Regions from separate parts of the Mus musculus genome. Here region 2 is linked to region 1. A link is a contact called in public HiChIP or PLAC-seq data. All regions are on one chromosome and are shown on one strand. Each heading gives the region's core, a stretch centred on a gene start, on an enhancer-like site or on the middle of the called end of the contact. The rest is flanking DNA. Distances are from core to core; before and after follow the strand shown.

Region 1 (7,292 bases), core at 2,967-5,466:
AATGGGGTCCTAGGATATGCTATCATTTCCAAGTAGGTCAGAAAACATCTTTATGGCTGGTCCCAAGCCAGAGGCAGGATAAACCAGAGCATGTCACTGTGACCCGCCCTCAGAAGAGACCATCAGTGAAAAGATGAGAAGGGAGGACTTTTGCTTTCTGGGACGTGGATGCTCCAAGCATGATCACAACACACTTTTGCCTGGATCCCTTAGCCTTCCAGAGGTGCTTCAGCTTTCACAACAGATGCACTGATTGTTCTAGCCACTTAGCCAATAGCCATAGCCAAGGGGACCTCGGACAAAACCCAACACATATACATATATACTTGTTGGGAGCCGACACTTAGCAGAAAGTGGCTGTCATCTCTGCAGCCATCTCAGGCTATTTACTTACAGGTGGTCTTTTCCACCCTGACGAGAGACTTGGTTTCCTACCATGATGTTTTTGCAAGAAGCCCACCACAGCTGAACACACTGATAACATCTGGTTTTTCTCCTACACATCCTGGAGCTGTGGTTAAGTGTCTCCAGCTGCACTCCCCAGCAAGTGCATGCATACCTGTAGTTGCCTTTCAATAAAGGAGACCGAGACTTGAGACTTGAGCAGATAGCCTGTGTTGTCTTCATTCTTTGTGTCTCCTGCCCCTCAGTTCCCACTCTCTTGTAGACCCCGTTGACAGACCTGTGGACTGGGTCATATATTATTATATATTATGTGTGTGTTGAATGTGTCTGTCTATGTATATACATATGAATACTATAATTGGCTGATCTTATGTTATCTGTGTTGTTTGTGGCCTGATTGTGTCTATTCCCCAAAATTCATACTTTGACCCTTTACCCTCGAGTAAGGCCAAGGAGGAGGGCTCTTTGGGGGTAATTTGGGAATAAGAGTGTATACCCTCATGATTAGCTTACTATCTTTATAAAGGAGACCTAATGAGTCTCATGGTCCCATCCCCCATGTGAGAGAACACGAATAAAATGTTGTCTATGGAGCAAGAATTCGGTCACATGAAATGGATCTAATTCACAGGGGTCACCTAAGACCATCAGAAAACAGATATTACTTACATTGTGATTCAAAACTGTAGCAAAATTATAGTCATAACGCAGCAGTGAAACTAATTTTATGATTGGAGGTCACCACAACATGAGGATCTATATTATAGGGTCACAAAGTTAGGAAGGTTGAGGACCACACTGTTCTATAGCTTACAGGCTGAAGGTATCTTGTTATAGCATCCTGGAATGGACAAAGGAATGCATTACATCCCAGTAAAGATGATTAAAATGGAGGGAGGTAGGGGTAAGACATGATAAAGTACAGGAACAAAGGCTGGAAATGCTGTATTCACGGCAGACAGGAGCTCAGCTGCCCCTGTTGGATAATCATGGATGTCCCCAAGATCTGATCCAGAACCTTAGAAAGGAGCATGTCCTTTGTCAACACCAGTGACCTGCCTGTGCTGTCCTTACCTTCGCCATCTGTTGGATGCCAGTGAGTACTGGTTACTGGTACTTTGTTCCCTGTGGCTGCATGGATTCCTGAGTGGTTCTAAACACTTCTACCAGCCAGGGCTTCCATCTCCCTAGCATGAGGCTCTCAGATAGAAGAGTCTTCACCCAGTTGCACAGGACTCTTAAGGAGCTGTCAAATGCCAAGTGTGTGCTGTAGCAGTTGAAGGACTGCCTGCCTAACAGGTAACTCCCCCAGACCTCCCTGGGAAGCCCCTGCTCTGACTTGCTATCTCATTCCATATATGTATACATATATATATATACACACACATATACATAACACACATATACACATATACACACATATGTATATATACATATACATACACACATATAATATATATAACATATAATATATATTTCATACATACACACATATAATGTTATATGTGTGTGTATGGTATAATATATATTATATCCCGTAGCATCAATATATGACATTCTGTAATACAACTTCTAATACATGCACAGCACTGCATTTCTTATTTGGGATTTACACACTTGTTCTGGTAGCAGGCCACACTTAAGGCCAGAAGGCACAGAGCAGCTTATGTGTGATGTTCGCTTGTCCCAACAGAGTCCTTCTCAGATCTGTATTTATATTAAAAACAAAATCACATATAATAAATAAGTCTAAGATCACCTTTCAGCCGGGCAAATAGAAAACAAACAAGTAACATAGCCATCTGCTAGACTCATCTAAATTTGTGAATCTGACAAGATTTGCGCTGTTTTATCCAAACTCACTTTGAGACACTTGATCTCCCCATACAAGGCGACTTTCCTTTGTGTCCCTGATCTCAAGATACCTAAATATTATTTTAAAAATTTAAACGATAATTTTAGCCTGATACAGTGACACGTACCTGCTGAGGAATCCATCTGCAGCTCAGAGACATCTCCAGTCCAAAAGTCTGTTAATTTTCAAATGCAGTTCAAATACCATAGGAGTCTGACCTCAGGTATGTGTTTAAATACTGGAAAAAATACATTCAAATGTTCCTCAAGGCTACTTCTGAGAATGGATTGTTTTGTGTTTCCGTCTGTATATCTTACTGAATTTTCTTATTTTTGTGCAATAAGAATATGATTCTTCAGTCATTAAAAAGAAATTTATCAGGTAGGGGAGACATTGTGATCGTAAAATGCCCTACCACCACCACCACCACCACCACCACCACCACTACCACCACCACCACCACCGCCACCACCACCGCCACCACCACCACCACCACCACCACCACCACCACTACCACCACCACCACCACCACCACTACCACCACCACCGCCGCCGCCACCACCACCGCCACCACCACCACCACCACCACCATCACCACCACCACCACCACCACCACCACCACCACCACCACCCAGGCTCCCATTACAGAGAGCACGCAATCCCAAAGACTCTCCCAACTGTGTGAAACTTGATTGCCTGCTTTGTGTGTCAAGGGACTGTATTCATGCCTTTCCCTGTTTGGAAAAAAAAAAAAAAAGTAGTTAATTTTGTTCTCTCTAAATAAAGAACATGGTCTCTCAAGTATAACTGTACTGTGGGGGGGGGGGGGCAGGGGATTATATACCAGTAACTGCTCTTGGTTAACAATAATAGTTTTTTAATTGTTAGTGACTAGAACACCCAAGGACGGCATTTCCACTATTACGTAGACCACTGGTTCACATCCTCCTAGGAACAACACTGAGAAGCGAGCAGATGTTAGGCAAACTCATGTGTGTTTTTTGCTGTGTTAAAGCAGATGTGGGGGGAGTTGAGAAACCTCAGTGTAGTTGTTTGAACTATACTGGAGAAAAAGACCCACGTGAAACCAGGGATTAGCATAAGGGGGTCTTAGAGGCCTTGGAGGGTGTGTCAAGGGGAGGGGCCCGCTGCTCTGTCCGAAACAGTAGCCCGTGCATTGTCTTGTTTTCTAGGAGCAGAACTCAGAGGTTAAATGTTTTTTCTATTGCTACTGTTTACAGTTGTTTGGGGTCAGCAGAATGGCTATTCAAGGCTGTCTTGTTTTTTGCTTTGGGTTTTTTCTGTCCTTTCCTTTCCCTAAAAGGGTCCATCTCCTTCAGAGCCACAACACACACACACACACACACACACACACACACACACACACACACACACACTGTACACTGAAGATGCCATTCTGGGCTTTCAAAAACTGTAATTTTTGTGGCCGTGGGGCTCTGGCTAGAGGCGGGTTGAACTCGGTGACCTTTGGCAGGAGGCACAGACTTTTACGTGGACCGGGTGAGATCCAAGAGGACTGCGCTGGGTCTCAGGGCTCGGAGCTGCGGTAGGTCTCTGTGATGCTGCTGGGGCCTCGGGACTGGTCTAGGCAGCTCTGCCAAACCACTCACTCTCTGACCTATAGTAAAGTACATTCCCCCCGCGAGGGAGCCACGGAGAAAATAAAGAGGTTGAACTGGGTTGGTGGTTTTCACCATGACATTTTGGCCAGGGAGCCCTGTGTTTAAATGAACTTAATTGTACAGAAAACCAGCCAGGCACAGAGCAACGTTAGGCCACTGTACTTCAGGTAGAGGCATGAGCCCTAAAGTCTGGCACCCTACTGCCACAAAGCAGTTTGAGCCCTTATTTTTCATGTGACATCTAGATCTCCAAGCTGCGGTACAGTGCGGGGGGGCTGGGGGTGGGTGGGTGGAGGACGACTTCCTCCTGAGGTGGCAAGGCTGTGCATCTGGCCAGCCACACAAAGCCATAGGAAGTTACACTCTTCCACTTTAGACACTGAACAAAAGAGTCAGAATGGTAATAGAAAGTAAATATGGGCTCTAGGTGGAAAGCAAATCACTTCCTCCTGCCAGTTTCGGTTCTTAAGCCAGTCTATGAATTCATTTTAACGTGAAAGTAATAGGAGAAAAGCATTTCGGTGTCCACACATGCGCAGTGGCTCACAGGAGCGTAAATGCTATGGGGCTCTACAGAGAGGGTGTGGGCAGTCAGGGGCAGCTGTGCCACAAGGCAGATTCCTCCGCTGATCAAAGCTTGTGAGTACCACTCTCTTCCTGGCCGGAGCCATTTGTTGGCAACATTCCTTTTATGTATGTGCACAAAGGGAAAGTGTGTACTTTATTCAAGGCAATAGAGGTGAAAAGTAGAATTTGCTCAACACTAATTGGTTCTCAATTCCTTTTAAATCAAAATCATCAATATGGCAAAGAAGCGAGTTTTAGGCGTGATAATATTGGATCTTCTTCCGACCAAGATGGCTGAGGTTGGTCCTAACACAGCCACTGCGCTCCGGGTGTTTGGGGGCAGCTTCTGCTCTTGCTTTCTCCACCGCCAGCTCTCTGAGGCACTCTAATGCCAGCCTCCCAGAGGTGAGGAGAGGCCCCGGTCACACAGTTCCATCAGCACCTTTTGATTATTTGCTGGATAGGGTCCTGGTCTAGGGACAGAGCAGGGTTCCACAGTCATTGAATGCAGCTCAGCTCCAGGATGGCTGCCCCGGACAAAACACCCTTGTGTGACTGTCCAGTACTAACCTTCCTTGAAAATCAGTATATGCAGGTGAAAAAAACGAAACAAAACACAACAAACAAACAAAACAAATGAAAAACCAACTCATTGCATGAATTTGAGCTGAAATCACAGCGCACAGAAGAAAAGCAGGAACATCTGTAACGTTGCTTCCTAGGAAGAAATCAATCCGTGGTTAAGATTATAGGATACAGGAAGGAAAAATGAGCAGGTTGGGTCGTGCTTGGTGCTGGAGTGTGCAGTTGGCATGTGGAGGCTCTGGGTCTGATCTCCAGAACCACAAAAAAAAAAAAAAAAAAAAAAAAAAAAAAAAAGCTCAAAGAAAAAACGTTTATCCTGAAAACGAGCCATCAGTGGAATCGATCGAAAACACCCTCGGTAGCTAAGGGTCTTTCCTGAAGGAAATCCCAAGGGAGTGATTCCTAGGACTTCCACCATTGGAGAGAAACAGACATGGCATGTCTTCGCCTGTTCCTAACACTTAAGTTCTTCAGTTCAAAACCCAACCCAGTGTACAGGCATGAAACAAAAGGAGACTCCGTGGAAGACAGTGAAACAGACTGACAGCCTGGTCAGATCTGAGCTCCAGGGCCCTTGACTGATATTTCCCAGGCTTGGAGCTGGGGGAGGGGGGAGCAGCAGCCTGCTGCACCATGAGGAAACCACAATGACTGTCCCCAAAGAAGTCTGTTCCCTCCAACTGATGGCAGGAAAGGGAAAGGAGGCCTAAAGGTGTTCTGGGGAATAGGCACTCCGCTGCAGATAGAACATCTCAAGGTTATGAACTGCACAGGTCCAAGAATGGTACCCATAGTGCCCCAGTGTTCACATCTGGTGAGGTCCAGGTTCCTTGTGGCCAGCACTGAGTGCCCGAGGTCTCGTGCAATGGGAAAGAGCTGAGCTATCTTTGTTCCTTGAGGGGCAGGGCGAGGTACACTTTGTCTGCTTGACCTGCATCCTGTAACTCTAGCTGCTTTGGGGAAGACAGACCTTGAATTCACCATGGACAGCCTTGTAGACTCCATCAAAAAACCAGTGATCTGATGCTGCTTAAAGCTGGGGCACTTGCCTAAGCAAGTGAATCCCCCAGCAATGCAAATACACACACACACACACACACACACTGGAGAAACACAGAAGAAAGAAGACATGTGAAAAGACACACACACACACACAAACAAACACACACACACACACTGGAGAAACACAGAAGAAAGAAGGCATGTGAAAAGACACACACACACAAACAAACACACACACACACACTGGAGAAACACAGAAGAAAGAAGGCATGTGAACAGACACACACACACACACACACACACACACTGGAGAAACACAGAAGAAAGAAGACATATGAAAAGACACACACACACAAACAAACACACACACACACTGGAGAAACACAGAAGAAAGAAGGCATGTGAACAGACACACACACACACACACACACACTGGAGAAACACAGAAGAAAGAAGGCATGTGAAAAGACACACACACACACAAACAAACACACACACAATGGAGAAACACAGAAGAAAGAAGGCATGTGAACAGACACACACACACACACACTGGAGAAACACAGAAGAAAGAAGGCATGTGAAAAGACACACACACACACACACACACACACCACCAATAGTGCAACACTCTCCTAGAGTTCCTTGAATGTCAAAAGGACTAGAGGGTGCTGTGACAAATGTCCATGTCCTCTATTGCCTCACATTTCACGTGGGTTTCTAGTTGGAAGCTGAGCCCTCGGGCTGTGGTCTGCCTGGGATAAAATAAGGTCATGGGATTCAGGTTGTGTTTAGCTGTGGATGCTGCCCACACAACATTACTAGGATGAGCCTTTGGGAAGAGTGAGCCTGAGGCACTCATAACCTGAAGGACCTGCTGCATCTTAACATGGTCTTGTCAAGCAAAAGTAGACAAACCAGTGATCAAGGAGCCTTCTGAGTACCTGCGGGCCAGTGCTCTTGAGAGCACCGTCTTGTTCCACACTCAGATGACAACGCACTGGTATCTAGCGTTGTGTGTTGGGAAATATAGAAAATGGCAAAGTCAATAGTCCAAGTGGGCAGTGGGCCTCGTGGGAAGGCTGTAAACAGCCAGGAGTTCCCATACGTTTCTCTTTATGAGTCTTGAAGGCCAGCCCGGCAACGGTGATATGGGCTAGTGCTCTCTTCCCTGTAGATCACACTGCCCTCCTGGTAGCAACATAAACGACATCACAATCAATACAGCATGAGAA
Region 2 (7,292 bases), core at 1,637-4,136, 1.0 Mb before region 1:
AACTCACAGCCCCCATCCAGTCCCCATTCACACATAGCCACGAGCACAAGCTAACTCACAGCCCCCATCCACACATAGCCATGAGCACAAGCTAACTCACAGCCCCCATCCACACATAGCCATGAGCACAAGCTAACTCACAGCCCCCATCCACACATAGCCACGAGCACAAGCTAACTCACAGCCCCCATCCAGTCCCCATCCACACATAGCCATGAGCACAAGCTAACTCACAGCCCCCATCCACACATAGCCATGAGCACAAACTAACTCACAGCCCCCATCCACACATAGCCATGAGCACAAGCTAACTCACAGCCCCCATCCACACATAGCCATGAGCACAAGCTAACTCACAGTCCCCCATCCACACATAGCCATGAGCACAAGATAACTCACAGCCCCCTGATGACTAGGGCCGTGGCACTTAGAAGACTCACACTCATTTTTTTTTTTTAATAGGAAACTTGGCCCTTTGACTTGACTGCATCACTTCTGGACGCTGTATCCGCTCCACGGGGACACAGGAGGTTGAGTGTGGCCCAGCACCTCTGTCACCCCTCTCTGCTTGCTCTGAGTTCAGAGGACAGGACAGGAAACACCTGTGCAGCAACCCCGGGGCTGCCTGGGGCCTTCCCACACTGCAGCCACACCTTCTGTTTCTTTGCTCGCTGAGTCCCACGCCTGCCCCTGGCTAAGGTCTACTGCTGGGCCGAGAGTGCACAGTGTGGTGGTTTACGTTAGGAGCCTGTGCCGAACGGCCTCAGAACTGAATTCTACGAGGAAGGGGAAGGCGACCTTCTGAGACCCCAATTCATGTGGTCCACAGGGTGGTCTTAGAGGAGAGTGCTCTGATTAAGTTCTGATGGTTACAGCATCTTTTTTTTTTCTCGAAATTTTGTTCTTTTTGGCTCAGTGTGTCTCCATCAGCAGGACCCAGTTGGGTTTTTACAATGACATGAAAAGACGCTTGCCTGTGCTGTTTCCACACACGCCTGCGTGGGCACTTTCTGCGCGCAGTAGTACATTAGTGGCTCAAACACTCAGGCTGCGGTGAACACTGCTCTGAAACACTGTCTTTATTCTATCTAAACCACAGCGTTTGTGTGTGTGTGTGTGTGTGTGTGTGTGTGTGTGTGTGTGTGTGTGTGTGTGTGTGCCAGAGATCAGACAGCCCACCAGGCATGTTCTGGGATGCTAGGAACTACTGTTGGACATGGGAGACAGAACGGGGGTTCTCGTTCAGGCAGAGTTCGACTGGGTTAGTCTTCCCTAGTGGCCAGGCTGGGGATAGCTCCACAAGACCACTGGAAGAACACTGGAGGCTGAGAGCCTGATAAGGCCTCCCAAAGGTGGAGTGGAAGCCACTTAATAGCTGGCACAAGACACTGCAGAATGTCTTCCCTTCAGCCCCAGGCTTCCCAGTCCATTCTGGTCTGACACACCTGTCTGTCCCACCCACACACGAATAAGAAGCACAACGAGCTACACAGAAGCAGATCAAAATCTGTGACAGAGGGTCTCCCCCACCCCTGCTGTGTCCAACATGACTTCTATCAGTCCATCGTCCACGGCTGTGACCAAATACCTGACATTAGCAACTTAAAAGGACAAATGACTCCGGCCCATGCTTTCAGTAGTTCCATGGCTTCTATGCTGCTGGCAAGCCAGCATATGACAGAAGGGTGTGTGGAGGAAAGCTGTTCATCTCATGATAGCTGAGAAAGGTTAGGAGCTGTGTGGAGGAGTGGGGTGGGGGGCATGTGTCCAAGGCATTCCTCCAGCAACACGCCTCCTCTAACTACACCCCATTTCCTAGTTTCCTCTACCTCTCAACACCATTGAAGTATGAAGCCACCGTTGGATTAGGCCAGAGCCCTCATGGTCCAACTGTCCCTAACCTTAAACCCACAGGCTGTCAAGGGGCAGTGCTATATTCAAACCATAACACTTTCAAGAGACTCTGGCATGCCCTTTGATCGGTGAGGTGGGTGGGCCTCTGGAAAATGGAAAACAGTCCCATGAATCTGGTGGTGCCAAGGAGGGCCAGGCTTTGTAGGGAAGGTTGGGAACAGTCAATGCTTGGCCAACTGGAAGCAGAGCAGGAGGCTGAGGAGGGGCAGCCATGGCTACAGGCGAGCGGAAAGAAACACAAGAGTGCCCTGCAGTGCACCTCAGCTACAGACAGAACACTGCACACCCGAGCCGGCCGGTTAGTCAGTGTTTCCCAGTCAGCACTGGCTGCCTGCCTGGGAGGGAGGAGCCTGTACCCACACCGGGTCAGTACCAGGCAGGGGAGAGGAAGTGGGCAAGTGTGCCCTCGCACGTTCGTACGCACCCTGCTGGCCTGAGTCAGTAGCAAGGATTGCCAGTGGATCTGCTCGGAAGCCGGACAGAGGAGAGCAGCCCACAGGTCATTTTTTTTAAATTAGGTACACACCGAGGTCATGGGAAACACCAGTTAACAGAGGGTCGGCAAGATGGAGAGCCTCACAGCTGCCTCACTGTTCACCTGATGGTCTTGCTGTTCCATTGCACTGTATCATGTACGAGGATTATTTTCATAAACACACACACACTCACACACACACACACACACACACACACACACACACACACACTTCACTCACTGGCCAATGCCTCCTTCTCCCAGTCTCTGACAGAAACTGCAGGCAGATGAACACAAGGCAGCCCCCACCCTCACCCACCCACCCCTTCCCCTGCCCTCAGATGGAGGCACTGTGTGACCCCACACATTCCTGTGGTTGGTTCTCAGGATTCCAGGAACCATGGCAACCACAGCTGCTTCCCTGGAGGCCACAGGGCACCAGAGTCAGGATCTGGGCCCCAGAACAATCTAACTCCTGTCCCTTCCCATGTCAATAGAGAGTGCAGGGCATTCTCTGGCCGGATGCAAGCATGTGCTGGCGGCTGGTGACTCTGACACGGTTTCTGTCTAAGGGCGAGGACAGATGCCAACAGCAAACACCTGTCCAGATGATCCACAGAAGCATGCTGGGGGCGGGGGGCAGCCTTGATGCTGAATCACTTTTGTTTTCTAAAAATAACATGTATTTAAAAAAAAAACCCTCCATATTCCTAACGAAATAAAATAGCCTACAATTATCTAAAAAAAAAAAAAAAAAACGGTCAGCGGCCAATCCCACAGGGAAATGCTGGTCAGCAGCCCTAGATGCCTTGTGTCCTCAGGTCTCAGCAGATCTTATCAGTTGGCACCTGTCTTGCCTCTCTGCCTCCCCATCACTCCTCATGTCGGCATCATGACCCCTGAGTTGTTGTTATGCTTTTCCAAGGCGCCTGGAATGGCTTAGCAAACGCTATCCAACACATGAGTTGACAAGTGGCCACGCCCCCACGCCCATCACTTACTTTCTAACTCCGCCCATTACTGTGCTCACTGTTCCCATCTTTCTCCCACGCTCCCCCTGCAGCCTGTTAGGCAGAACCCTGTGGACAAAGGGCCAGCAAGATGCACTTGAGCCTCTCCCTACAAGACCATCCTCCCCAAATCCACCCTGGCATGGCCTCTCTCCTCTCCCTGTTCAAAGTTTTCAGTGATTCCTATTGGCCATGGATATATTTAGGACGATTTATTTTTCCCGGTCTTGCCTCTGGTGCCACTATGTGGTCCACTGTGGCCATTAATGCAGTCTTCATTATATTTGTAGACAGGATGTATACCTGTCTTTACAGGCTACATGTTCATATACATGCTCACACATGAAGCCATGCCAAGTACTACACACAGTAGCTGTGCGCCTATACACACAGGGCACATGTGAACACCCAGGGGCTATGGTCCACATTGGCTATGTGTGCCTTAGCAGCTGATGTCCCTTGAACATCTGCTGCCCTTTCCCCTTCCTTCTGAGGGACCCGGTTGCAGGCTGTATGAGGGACAAGGACATTAGAACCCTGCCTTCCTGGGGGCAGTACCTGGCAGCATGCTATGCACAGGGGCATCAATGTTGACATCCTGCAGGTGCTTCAAGGTCTCTGTGTGGAAGAGGCGGAGGGTGGACCCCGAGGTGAAGGCAATCCAGATGCCAACGCCAGCCACAGCCATGTGGGAGATGACCATCCCTTCATCTTGGTGGGCCTCCAGCTGATTCTGGGGGAATGGAGGAAATGAGGTCACACAGGGTATCGAGGGGTACAGCCAGAGTCTACAACAGTGCTGAGGGCAAAGATGCCACACGGCGGGGCTAGGCTGAGTCACTCCTGGGGATCATGGGGTCTGGGTAGAGATCAAACCCGTGACTGTCAGAGCAGTGGCCTCCGTTCACAGCCACAGAATAGCACCCGTGGGCACAACGCTCTTGAGGCTTCCCCGAGCAGGCAAGTCACTCACAGAACCCAACGCTACTTGCCTTTTATCATGGTACCTTCACAAGCTGAGAGAACAAACTCAACACAACATGAAAGGGGCTACAGGGCGAATGGCTGCTGGCTTAGATCCCTAAGGAGACCCAGCCCACTGAGCAGCACAGCCGTGGGTACCTGGGAGGAGGTCCTTCTCTCCAATCCAGATAAAGCCTGCCGCTCTCCCTCAGACGTAACAGTCCTAGGGTTGCTTCCCTTGAGCCCTGCCTGAAGCAAGCAGCCCTGCCCACAGGGCACTCATTCCCCAATGGGCACCCTCACGGCATCGTTACCGCACAAGGCCTTGCTGGCACACCTCAGCTATACGGTCATCTTGAGACCAGAGGGGGTGTAGAGGCCAAAGCCAAGCCAAGGTGCGGCGTAACAGCACCACAGAAAGTCAAGTAATTCACAGTCAGCATCAATCTTGCCTCTCTAAATCTCAACAACTTAAAATGCTCAGGGGTGGGGGTGAGGGGAGAGACGGGGACAGACATAGCTCTGTGTCCTAAGAGAACAAGGGTGCGCAGCACATGACCCATCAATCGCAGAGGCAACAGGCTTGCCAAGGTTGCAGTAACCCACACCCACACAGATGCTCCCAGAAGAGCTGGGCTGAGCTAAGCTACAGCCTGCATTAACTGTATCTCATTTCAATGGAAGATTCCAGGGTAGGAGTGGCTTTGCTTGTCTGTGGTGGCAGAACCCAGGTTAGGAGCTGTATGGGGATGTCTCCCAACCTTGTCTCCTCGGCCTGTTTTTCAGGCTGCTTGATGCTGGCACACACAAACTAGATTGATTTTTGGATATTGATCTTGTAACCTCCGACCTTGCTGAATTTTAGGTTTTCTTGTTGTTGTTGATGTTTTGTTTGATTTTTTTAATCTGCCAGTGTTGTCCCAGATTCCTTAGGGATTCTGTATTCAAGACTATAGCTTAGCAAATTCTCCTCCGTCCAACCCGACAACACCCACTCAGCCCAACCCCAGCATCTCAGGTAATAACAGTCAACTCTGTGTGGGCAGAGGAGGAGGCGGGCCCCTGAGTCCTCTTTGTGTGTTCACTTACGCTGTTGCCATGCCAACACACAGCTTCCTCTATGTGCCCTGAGACGCTAGCACTGGCCTGGCCCCCAGACTCCTCTCTGTGGGTTCATGTTGTGCACGGTCTGTCTGATGTTCACTGGACGGCCCTGGGGACAGTCTTCCTAGATGCCTTCGCACGGAGAATGGACTCTGTGGCCGGCACTGCCACCCCCACAGGGGCTGTCTGCTTCACTCTGGAGCTCAGGCTGGGTACAGGGACACTTCCTGGGATGCTGAAGAAGGCTGCTGCCCACTAGTCTCGGTGCTGGCATGGTCTTCAGGGTTCTGAGATGCACACCCGTCCACCCACACACACCCTGCACAGTCAGGCATCACTGGAGGAGGAAGTCTGGATCGACAGACACCTCTGCTTCCTGCGTAACTCTGGCCTTAGCACATTGGGTAGATCACTGCGATTGAACTCAGGTCACAAAGAAGCAGGGACCTTCCACGTAGAGCTTGTAATCCAGACACAAGGAATGCACGTCCCCTGCCCAGGACCCTGCCCCTGAGGCAGCTGGGGTGCCTTGGTGGGGGTGCAGGGGGGGGGCTGTGATCCAGTGCCAGGGACTGGAGAAAGAGGTGGCTCTGAATCTCATGCCTGGTCCAAGCAAGGGACGTGGGGTCAGCGGAGGGTCAGACTGCTCTGTGTACTGTTCTCATGACACAGCTAAGCTCATACCTGCCCAGCTCTGGAAATTAGCATCACTTCCTCATTGCAGTTACTCTGTGGAGGTCAAGGCAGGACAGTTTGCCTTGCATTACCGGGTTTCTGTAAGTGCTGAACTGAAGGAGCCTTCCCTTCCCACCCGTTGTCCTGTGCTCTCGGAGGGTGCAGAACTGTCTGCAGGGATAGATGGTCCTCTGCGCATTTGGGGGCACAAATCTTGATCAGGGCTGCCCGTCATTTGAGTTCAGGGTGGAACAGTGACTGCCCCAGGGAACCTGCGGAAGCTGAGTCACAGGACTTTCAGGGAGGCTTGAGAAAGCAGAGCAAGAAACCGGAGGATCAAACAGCGGGTCCCTCCTTCCTCTCCATGTCACACACCTACCCAGCCTTCCCCGGAAGCACATGTGGCCAGCTGCAGCTCCAGGGTCTCCAGTCCCCAGCAACCTTCTCAAGCACTTGATGGAGTGGCAGGGTCATCTTCCAAGAAAGCACATTTCATAACACCTGGTCGGTATCTAGGGTCTCTGGATGCTCAATATCACATGGAAAGTGGGCGATGTGACGTCTGCATCAGGGCCTTAAGGACCAAGGCGCTAGCTCCAGCAGACTTGGCTGTTCCCATCTCTGCCTGCAGACCAGGAAGCTGGGAGGAAGCCCAGACCTCTTGCCCTGGATCCCATACACTGGGCTGAGAGATCTAGGTTCCTGCTACTGTGGGGTCCTCCTGGCCCTGTCAGACCCGCTCTGCCCTCTCACTTGGTCATCACTTGGTCCACACTTCAACCTGAGGACTACAGTTCCTCCTGGAGTCACATCACTATGACACTCTCTGTATCCCTTCCCATGCCTTCCTTGTGAACTCTGCTTATCTTTATGGAAGTGGTGACAAGGCCCTATGGTTTGCTTTTTGCAACCATAACCATATACACAGACTCAGGGCAGATACAGTGATTGGACATTACAAGGCCAGTTCTGACCTGGGCATGGCTTTACCATGCCTGCTGAGGGCTGGGCAGAATGGAGTCACCAGAGCTCCACAGCACCCGACACTGTCCCGTGGCTGGGCACAATGCCAGGGTCTGCTCTACGGTACATGGTACTTGGCAGGTACACAGCAGTATGTACTGGTGCTGGATGAAGGACCAGGGCAGCAT

Evidence for each region. HiChIP or PLAC-seq counts read pairs in DNA pulled down with a chosen protein or histone mark.
Region 2: a contact with region 1 is called in an H3K27ac HiChIP or PLAC-seq map of regulatory T cell precursor, with 10 times the contacts expected there. The contact joins two enhancer-like sites. A contact is called at or near these places in 1 of 484 Hi-C or Micro-C datasets (the HL-1 cell line) and 3 of 115 datasets of contacts at active chromatin or transcription factors (T-cell acute lymphoblastic leukemia, double positive thymocytes and regulatory T cell precursor).

Annotation. Positions count from the first base shown.
Region 1 is chr8:13,989,680-13,996,971 of GRCm38.p6, reverse strand. All of the region lies in intron 1 of Gm5907 (predicted gene 5907), which reads right to left. Among named protein-coding and RNA genes, the nearest start is that of Gm5907, 7.2 kb to the right of the region's middle. Within about 2 kb of position 4,216, at least 64 of the 459 cell types and tissues checked have an H3K27ac peak or open chromatin away from gene starts, as enhancers often do. A contact at or near this core is called in T-cell acute lymphoblastic leukemia, double positive thymocytes and regulatory T cell precursor, where this site is marked.
Region 2 is chr8:14,987,900-14,995,191 of GRCm38.p6, reverse strand. It overlaps Arhgef10 (Rho guanine nucleotide exchange factor (GEF) 10), which reads right to left. Exons shown (of 29, transcript NM_172751.3): 27 at 3,958-4,132. Gm35149 (a long non-coding RNA gene) reads left to right here. Exons shown (of 2, transcript XR_001778521.2): 2 at 463-1,058. Among named protein-coding and RNA genes, the nearest start is that of Gm35149, 5.0 kb to the left of the region's middle. Within about 2 kb of position 2,886, at least 273 of the 459 cell types and tissues checked have an H3K27ac peak or open chromatin away from gene starts, as enhancers often do. A contact at or near this core is called in T-cell acute lymphoblastic leukemia, double positive thymocytes and regulatory T cell precursor, where this site is marked.